Regions from separate parts of the Zea mays genome. Here region 2 is linked to region 1. The links are chromatin contacts, called in public Hi-C maps. All regions are on one chromosome and are shown on one strand. The core of a region is the stretch at or near the end of the contact, and the rest is flanking DNA. Distances in the headings are between cores, read along the strand shown. Region 1 holds the start of LOC100502534 (PPR-814a). Region 2 holds the start of LOC103648122 (probable histone H2A).

Region 1 (4,110 bases), core at 444-2,943:
ATATCATGCTCTGAAATCTATAAAGTTGAAAAGATCTCTGTTAAGGATTATAACACTTGTACACTCTTGTAGTATGATGAAGCTATGCGGAATCGGAAATCATCCTTAACTAATCTTATATTGGAAATCAAAATGTTGTGTTCACACTTTATCTTAATGTCATACAAGCCTCTTATGCAGTCTGTCTCACTAAACTCTTTTACCCTCTGACTAGATGATGAACCCCAATGGAAATCAAGTAAATGATGCCAACGACAATATTCCTACCTTAACAACTATGAACGAGAAAAATGAGTCACAGAGATATTCGATGAATGGAATGAAGAACAACAAAAGGAATAGAAAAATGTTTGGATACATGATTAGTCCACCTCAACCACAAGCAAAAGCCAAGAAACACATGGATACCCAAACAGAAGAATTAAGTCAGACTCAGCTATATAAGATACAGACACCCAATCAACCCTCACCCCCTGTTGGTGAAGCAAAGTTGACTCGCAAAGAACTCAAAGCAAGAGGTGCTTGCTACTACTGCAAAAATGAAGGACATGTTATTCGCGAATGCCCCAAGAAGTGTCTAGACCGACTAGAAAAGAAAGCTGACAAGCATGACCTAAGCAATAATTCAGAAGACCAACCATTTTATAAGTACGATGATGAAGGTTGCCTGATTAGTATACATTGTGGAGCGAAGTAGTAAGGAAGTTCCTTAATGTTAGAAGAGTTCAATGAGAACTAAGAACCTACAAATAACCATGTATCTCCTTTGCTTTCGTGCTAACCTTCCTTAATCTCGAGGACGAGATTCTTTTAAGAGGGGTAGGTTTGTAACACCATAAAAATCATTAAATAAAAACAATACATTTAGTTATTAATGACATTTATGGTAATAAATTTTCTTTTAAATGCTTGTTATTTATTTACATTCGGAATGATTTTTTTATTGCTCATAAGTTTTTTTTGAATATTTAATAGTATTTCTTCTTAAATAAAAATCCAAATAAATAATATAATAATTATTAGTCCAAAAATAAATATTTTATTTATAAATAATTTTGGTATAGTTATTATGAATTTTAGGGTTATTTAAAAATATATTTTGAATTTAGAAAAAGAAATTAAAAAAAAACTAACTAAACCCTAACCCTAAAGCCCACTAGGGGCTCAACAAGCAAGCCACGCGCGCCCTACTCCCTCCCCTAGCCGCCGCCCCCTGCTTACCCCTCTCTCTCACTCGCGTGTGGGCTCCACCCGCGCCCTCCTCTCATCTCCTCTCATCTCCTCCATATTTTAAACTAAGGGTTAGTTTGGGAACTCTATTTTCCTATGAGATTTCTATTTTTTAAAGGAAAATGAACTAATTTTCTTTGAAAAATTTGGTTTCCAAACTAGACCTAAGTGTTATTTTAAAAATTATTGGACTATATAATTTAGGTAGATTAAAAATCCAAACAAACACCGCCTTAATTAGTTAGTGTGTGCTAGTATAGGTGAACACAAGAAGCCGGGTTATTGGGGTTGAAGACTAATGAGCGATAAGATCACGTTGATCACAATTTAACTATGGGACGGACGATGGCGAGCGGGACCGAACAAAAGGCATCTGCTCCTCGCGGGAATATTTGGGGACACCACAAAAACATGACTGCCTGCTTGTTAGGTCTATAACAGGAATTGGATAATGATCCCCGTACGAACAACGCACGGAACGAGGGAGGGAGGAACCCGGACGCCCAAAAATCCCCCCACCCCCAGCGCGGCAATGCCGTCATGTGCCCGCATCTCCTCCGCCGTCTCCACCGCCGCCGCATCCTCCTCCTCGCCGCCGCCGCATCCTCCTCGCTGCCGCCGCCTCGCCGCCGCCACGGCGCGCGTGCGGGAGGGGACGCTCCGCCCTGAGGAAGCACACGACCTGCTCGACGAGTTGCAGCGTCGAGGCACGCCCGTTCTCGAGCGCGATCTGAACGGCTTCCTCGCGGCGCTCGCGCGTGCGCCGTCCTCCGCCGCCTGCAGGAGTGGCCCTGCCCTCGCCGTCGCGCTCTTCAACCGCGCGGCGTCTCGGGCTCAAGGACCGCGGGTGCTGTCCCCCACATCCCACACCTACGCCATCCTCATGGACTGCTGCACCCGCGCGCACCGCCCAGAGCTAGCGCTGGCCTTCTTCGGCCAGCTCCTCAGGACAGGCTTGCGCGTCAATATCATCATCGCTAACCACCTTCTCAAGGGCTTTTGTGAAGCGAAGCGGACAGACGAGGCTTTGGACATCCTTCTCCACAGAACGCCTGAGTTGGGCTGTGTGCCCGATGTTTTCTCGTACAGCATACTTCTGAAGAGCCTCTGCGACCAAGGAAAGAGTGGCCAGGCAGATGATTTGCTACGGATGATGGCTGAAGGGGGAGCTGTCTGCTCGCCCGACGTGGTTGCCTACAGTACAGTAATCGACGGCTTCTTTAAGGAGGGTGACGTAAATAAAGCATGTGATCTATTCAAAGAAATGGTACAGCGGGGCATTCCACCTGATTTTGTGACTTATAGCTCTGTGGTTCATGCCCTGTGTAAGGCAAGAGCAATGGACAAGGCAGAGGCTTTCCTTCGACAAATGGTCAATAAAGGTGTTCTGCCAAATAACTGGACATATAATAACTTGATATATGGATACTCCTCCACAGGACAGTGGAAGGAGGCAGTTAGGGTATTTAAAGAAATGAGAAGACACAGCATCTTACCAGATGTTGTTACTTTGAGCATGTTGATGGGTTCCCTTTGCAAGTATGGAAAAATCAAGGAAGCTAGAGATGTTTTTGACACAATGGCAATGAAGGGCCAAAATCCTAATGTTTTCTCCTACACCATTATGCTCAACGGGTACGCTACTAAAGGATGTCTAGTTGATATGACAGATCTCTTCGATTTGATGCTAGGTGACGGTATTGCACCTGTCATTTGTACTTTTAATGTGCTGATCAAGGCATATGCAAACTGTGGAATGCTAGATAAGGCTATGATCATCTTCAATGAAATGAGAGACCATGGAGTGAAACCTGATGTGGTAACCTATACGACAGTGATTGCTGCCCTCTGCAGAATCGGTAAGATGGATGATGCTATGGAAAAATTTAATCAGATGATTGATCAAGGAGTAGCACCTGATAAATATGCATGCCATTGCCTGATTCAAGGTTTTTGTACTCATGGTAGTTTACTGAAAGCCAAGGAATTGATTTTGGAAATAATGAATAATGGCATGCGTCTTGATATTGTTTTCTTCAGTTCGATAATTAACAACCTTTGCAAACTGGGAAGGGTAATGGAGGCACAAAATATATTTGACTTAACTGTAAATGTTGGTCTGCATCCTACTGCTGTGGTGTATAGTATGCTGATGGATGGGTACTGTCTTGTTGGCAAGATGGAGAAAGCATTAAGAGTATTTGATGCTATGGTGTCAGCTGGCATTGAACCAGACGATGTAGTGTATGGTACACTTGTTAATGGCTATTGTAAAATTGGAAGGATTGATGAAGGATTGAGTCTTTTCAGAGAAATGCTGCAAAAGGGAATAAAGCCTTCAACTATTTTATACAACATCATAATTGATGGGTTATTTCAGGATGGGAGAACAGTTCCTGCAAAGGTGAAATTCCATGAAATGACAGAAAGTGGTATCGCTATGGACATATGTACATACAACATAGTTCTTCGTGGACTTTTTAAAAATAGATGCTTTGATGAAGCAATCTTTCTTTTCAAAGAATTACGTGCAATGAATGTAAAGATCAATATCATAACTCTCAATACCATGATAGCTGGAATGTTTCAAACCAGGAGAGTTGAAGAAGCTAAGGATCTGTTTGCTTCTATCTCGAGAAGTGGGCTGGTGCCTAGTGTTGTGACTTACAATATAATGATCACAAATCTTATAAAAGAAGGATTGGTGGAAGAGGCAGAAGATATGTTTTCATCCATGCAGAATGCTGGCTGTGAGCCCAATTCTCGATTGCTGAATCATGTAGTCAGGGAATTACTAAAGAAAAATGAAATAGTCAGGGCTGGAGCTTACCTGTCCAAGATTGACGAGAGGAATTTCTCACTTGAACATTTAACCACAAT
Region 2 (4,110 bases), core at 759-3,258, 590 kb before region 1:
CTCCTTCGTTGGTATTATCGAGGCTGAAGCCATGCTCGGGTGAGGCGGAAGTTTTCCTGAGGCCGATGCTGAGCCTGCTCCGGGGCTCGCAACTGTGCATGACACAGTTGAAGGAATGGCCTTCTGCGGGATTCGCGGAGGGCAGGAAGCCGATGCCAGGATCGGGCGAGGCGAAGTTTGTTCCGAGGCTAAACCGGCCTCGGGCGAGGCGTAGTTTCTTCCCGAGGTCCAGACGGTGTGTGGGGGGGCAGTAACCGTTATTCTCGGCACGCGCCATCGTAGCTGGTGAAAGTGGACAGGATCACGGTCTTGTTGCTGCTGTTCGCCTGTGATATCGCGTGGGGTAGGTATGCACATTGAATGCTCATGCCCCCTGCGGCCTTGGGATGAGGCTTGGCTCGGGGTTGTCTTGCTCGCCGAGATGGGTTCGGGCGAGGCGGAAACGACAATTTCGTGGAGAGGGGACCTCGGGTGGGACGAGAATTTCTCCGAGTATGTCCCTCGTTCGAGGGCAGGCTCGGGCGAGGCGGAGTTTTGAGTGACTGCTGAGCGGAGCCTCGGGCGAATCGTGGTTTACACTCTCTTGACCTCGGGGAATGTGTCTAATGGTAGCCCCTGGGGTTAAGTGTGTTTTAGTGGCGTAATCTAAATACCCCTAATTACGATACCTGACAACTAGCAAAGCAAATATACAAAGTAAATGCGGAAAATAAAGTAGGGACAAGAAGACTCCTCTAATTTTTTCTGAGGTATCGAAGAGTCGGTGCTCTCCAGTAGTCCTCGTTGAAGCACCCGCGCAAGGATATTGCTCCCTCTTGGTCCTCACAAGAACCAAATGCTCACTATGAGATGATTATTTGCCTCTTCAGTGCGGTGGATCCCTTACGACCGCGTACAACCATTGAGTCGGGTCACCAACAAATCCTCCGGGGTGATCACCGAACTCCAATCGCCACTAAGCCGTCTAGGTGATACTGATCAACAAGAGTAATAAGCCATAAACTTTCACTTCACCAAGAGAAGCCTAATGCATGCGATGTGTGCTCTAGGTGGCTCTCATGCGTACTAATGAGGTCCTAACATGTGATTATGATTTTGCTAATCACCTCGCTAAGCTTCGTGGACTTGCAATGCTCTAGCAATAAATTCTAGGTTGTTAGAGGCGACAAGACACTTAATATGGCTAGTGGAGGGTATAAATACCCCACCCCACCAAAACTAATCGTTGCACAACTGTGCTGCGCACGGACGCAGCAGATAGTCCGATGTGCCACCGGTGCGCCGGCTGTGCACTCCCAACGGCTAGTTCTGACAATTAGCCGTTGCTGTGGAGTTGCACATGGTTTGATGAATCACTCCATCCAAAATAAGGTGGTGCATCATGAATCCATTCATCAAATTTGGTGGGATGACCTCATTTCTCATATTAGTATTAACTAACTAACTATGAGGAATGCGATGATGATGGATCAATTCATTTATTACACAAACTAAATAAAAAGTGAGGAGCGAGAAGATGATGGACTCGCTCATTTGTAGGGATGCTGTGAAGTGTTTGTTTTGTTGTCTGCTTAACTCCACGTTCTGAATGATATCCAGACGCGATCACCTGGCGAGCCTTTTTATTTAGCCCAGTCAATATCTCACCATGACAAGTTTTGGGGGCGAGACAAATTGGGCCTGCTAATTATCACAGCCCAGTAAAAGCGCACACCACCAATGCACAAAAATCGAACCCCCCCCCGTGTGCTTTCTAGTTTCTCTCCTGTCTCCTCGTATAAACCCTTGCCCGGGAGACGGAAAACCCCAACGCCGGCAAGAACCGCCCCGCGCAAGCAATCGCTTGCTCGTCGCGCTCGAATCCCGTAAGCCCCTAGCCCAGCTCCTACTGGAACCTGCGCGTCGCTGTCCTTCCGCGCGGTTTCTCGCAAAGCTCCGGTCGTTTTCTTTGTCGGCTTTCTTGAAGCAGCCGCGTTGCGGGGTTTTCGTGTCGTTTTCTAGGCGCGTTCGCGGGAGCATGGCCGGGAAGGGAGGAGGGAAGTCGCTGGTCGCCGCGAAGATAGCGGCTGGCATGGACAAGGACAAGAAGTCGCCGGTCAACCGCTCCGCGCGCGCCGGCCTCCATGTCGCCGCCCCCCTCTCTTTCTCCGCTCGCTTGTTCTTGTTTTGCTCGTAGCTCCGCTTCGTCCCACCCCTGTCGCGACGAGGGCTCGTTTCGTTCTTGGGCGTGACGTACGCGCGCGTGCTGCTTTCTGTGCGTGCTTTCTGTGCTTTCTGTCCATTCAGATTATATGCTACAGAAGTGTTATATTATATATCTTGGTTCCAAATATAAAATCCATGTCTGTTGTTTGTTATGTGAATTAAGCTGATTATAATCGTGCTGATATTGTGAATTAATTCCATGCAGTTCCCTGTGGAACGCATCCACCGCCACCTGAAGGATAGCGCACAGGCCGGCGAGCGGGTGGGGGCGACGGCGGCCGTGTACGCGGCGGCCGTCCTGAAGTACCTGACGGCGGAGATCATGGAGCTGGCCGGGAACGCGTGCAGGGACCTCAAGGTGAAGCGCATCACCCCGCGGCACCTCCAGCTGGCGGTCCGCGGGGACGAGGAGCTGGACACCCTGATCAAGGCCACTATCGCCGGCGGCGGCGTCATCCCCCACATCCACAGGGAGCTCATCGACAAGGCTGCCTAGGAATGACGAAGGAGCAAGCAGTCTGAGAAAAAAACCTGAGAACCAAGTAGTACCATGAACCTCTTGTGGGTGGCTTCGCTCTTGTTGCGTTGTCAATCTGCTGATACATACACATTTCTCAAAAATAGAGGCGGGCACTCGCCGCTTCATGCTCCCTTGGATGGTTGTTCTTTTCATCCATCAGCTGAACCCAGCTGATCATCCCGGTCAGCATTGAGAATTGGTCTGTGCATGAACTTAATCGATAAACAGTCAAAGAGCTCACCCTTTTTACTCTACCATTGACGAAGAACGTTATCTATGTGTTAAACATTCATTGCACGCAATTCTTTGAAAAGCAAGATTGCTTCATCAGAGCATCTGTTTTTAAAAAGTCCTCTGATAACTGTGTTGTATGATACTAATTAAATACTGCAACTAAACGGTTAATAGAAATTAGTAAAATATGTGAAGATAAAACACATCACCCTTAATGGAGTTTTCACACGATTTTTAAAACCTTGGAAACGAGTTGACATGGTTTCATTCACGTGAAACCAATTTCATCCCATAAAACTCATTTATCTTAAATATTATTCTTTATCATCTAAAACTATTCCATATCATTTAAAACGTTATATATATGAAACTACCACCGTGAATACCCTAATCAGGTGCAGAAGAGGGCATCCGTCGATTCAGACAGCTGAGCTGTGGTTACTGCTCCAATGTATCACCATGAATGGCTGCAGAGAACACTCCAATCCAAATTCAAATACGGATTCAGGATTCTGACGCAAAACTGGCTACCTCGCTTCCCTCCTCGTCGCCCGCCTCGGCGAAACCGATGCCGCGCGCGGGGTCATCGACGCTGCCTCCGCCTCCCAATACGCGACGCCGCTCCTCCACAACGCCATGCTCCGTGGCTACCTCTCCCTGGGCCTCCCGCGCGAGGCCGCCGCGCTCCTCCGCGCCATGCTCGCGTCCGGCTCCTGCGCGCCCGACCCGTACACGTACCACCTCGCCGCCACGGTCTGCGCGCGCGCCCCCCGGACCTCGGCCTAGGTCGCCGCGGCCTGTGGGATCGCTGCTTCCGACCTCCTGGTGGCCACTGCGCTCATCGGGAGGCATGCCGAGGCCGGGGACATGGGCGCCGCGTGCAGGGTGTTGGACGGAATGCCGCACCGGGACGGCGTGGCGTGGGACGCCGTTATTGGTGGGTATGCGCGAGCGGGGCGCCTGGCCGAGGCTGTGGAGCTGTTTGGCATGATGAGGTCTGCAGATGGAGCGTGTGCGTGGCCGACCGAGGCGACGCTTGTGAGCTTGGTTTCCGGTTATGCCGGGTTCGGTTCTTGGAAGGGTCGTTGTATGATGCATGCGCGCTGTGGTTAAGTCTGGCTTTTTCAGCACAGCCTCTTCGTTTCCAATGC

Evidence for each region. Hi-C and Micro-C count contacts between places; a contact is called where the count stands out from the background.
Region 2: a contact with region 1 is called in a Hi-C map of endosperm, with 5 times the contacts expected there. The contact joins the promoter of LOC103648122 here to the promoter of LOC100502534 in region 1. A contact is called at or near these places in 3 of 25 Hi-C or Micro-C datasets (ear, endosperm and leaf).

Annotation. Positions count from the first base shown.
Region 1 is chr2:233,496,715-233,500,824 of Zm-B73-REFERENCE-NAM-5.0, reverse strand. It overlaps LOC100502534 (PPR-814a), which reads left to right and starts at 1,693. Exons shown (of 1, transcript NM_001197009.2): 1 at 1,693-4,110. The coding sequence starts at 1,763.
Region 2 is chr2:234,089,182-234,093,291 of Zm-B73-REFERENCE-NAM-5.0, reverse strand. LOC103648122 (probable histone H2A) reads left to right here and starts at 2,008. Exons shown (of 2, transcript XM_023301717.1): 1 at 2,008-2,125; 2 at 2,411-2,979. The coding sequence starts at 2,018. The coding sequence ends at 2,701.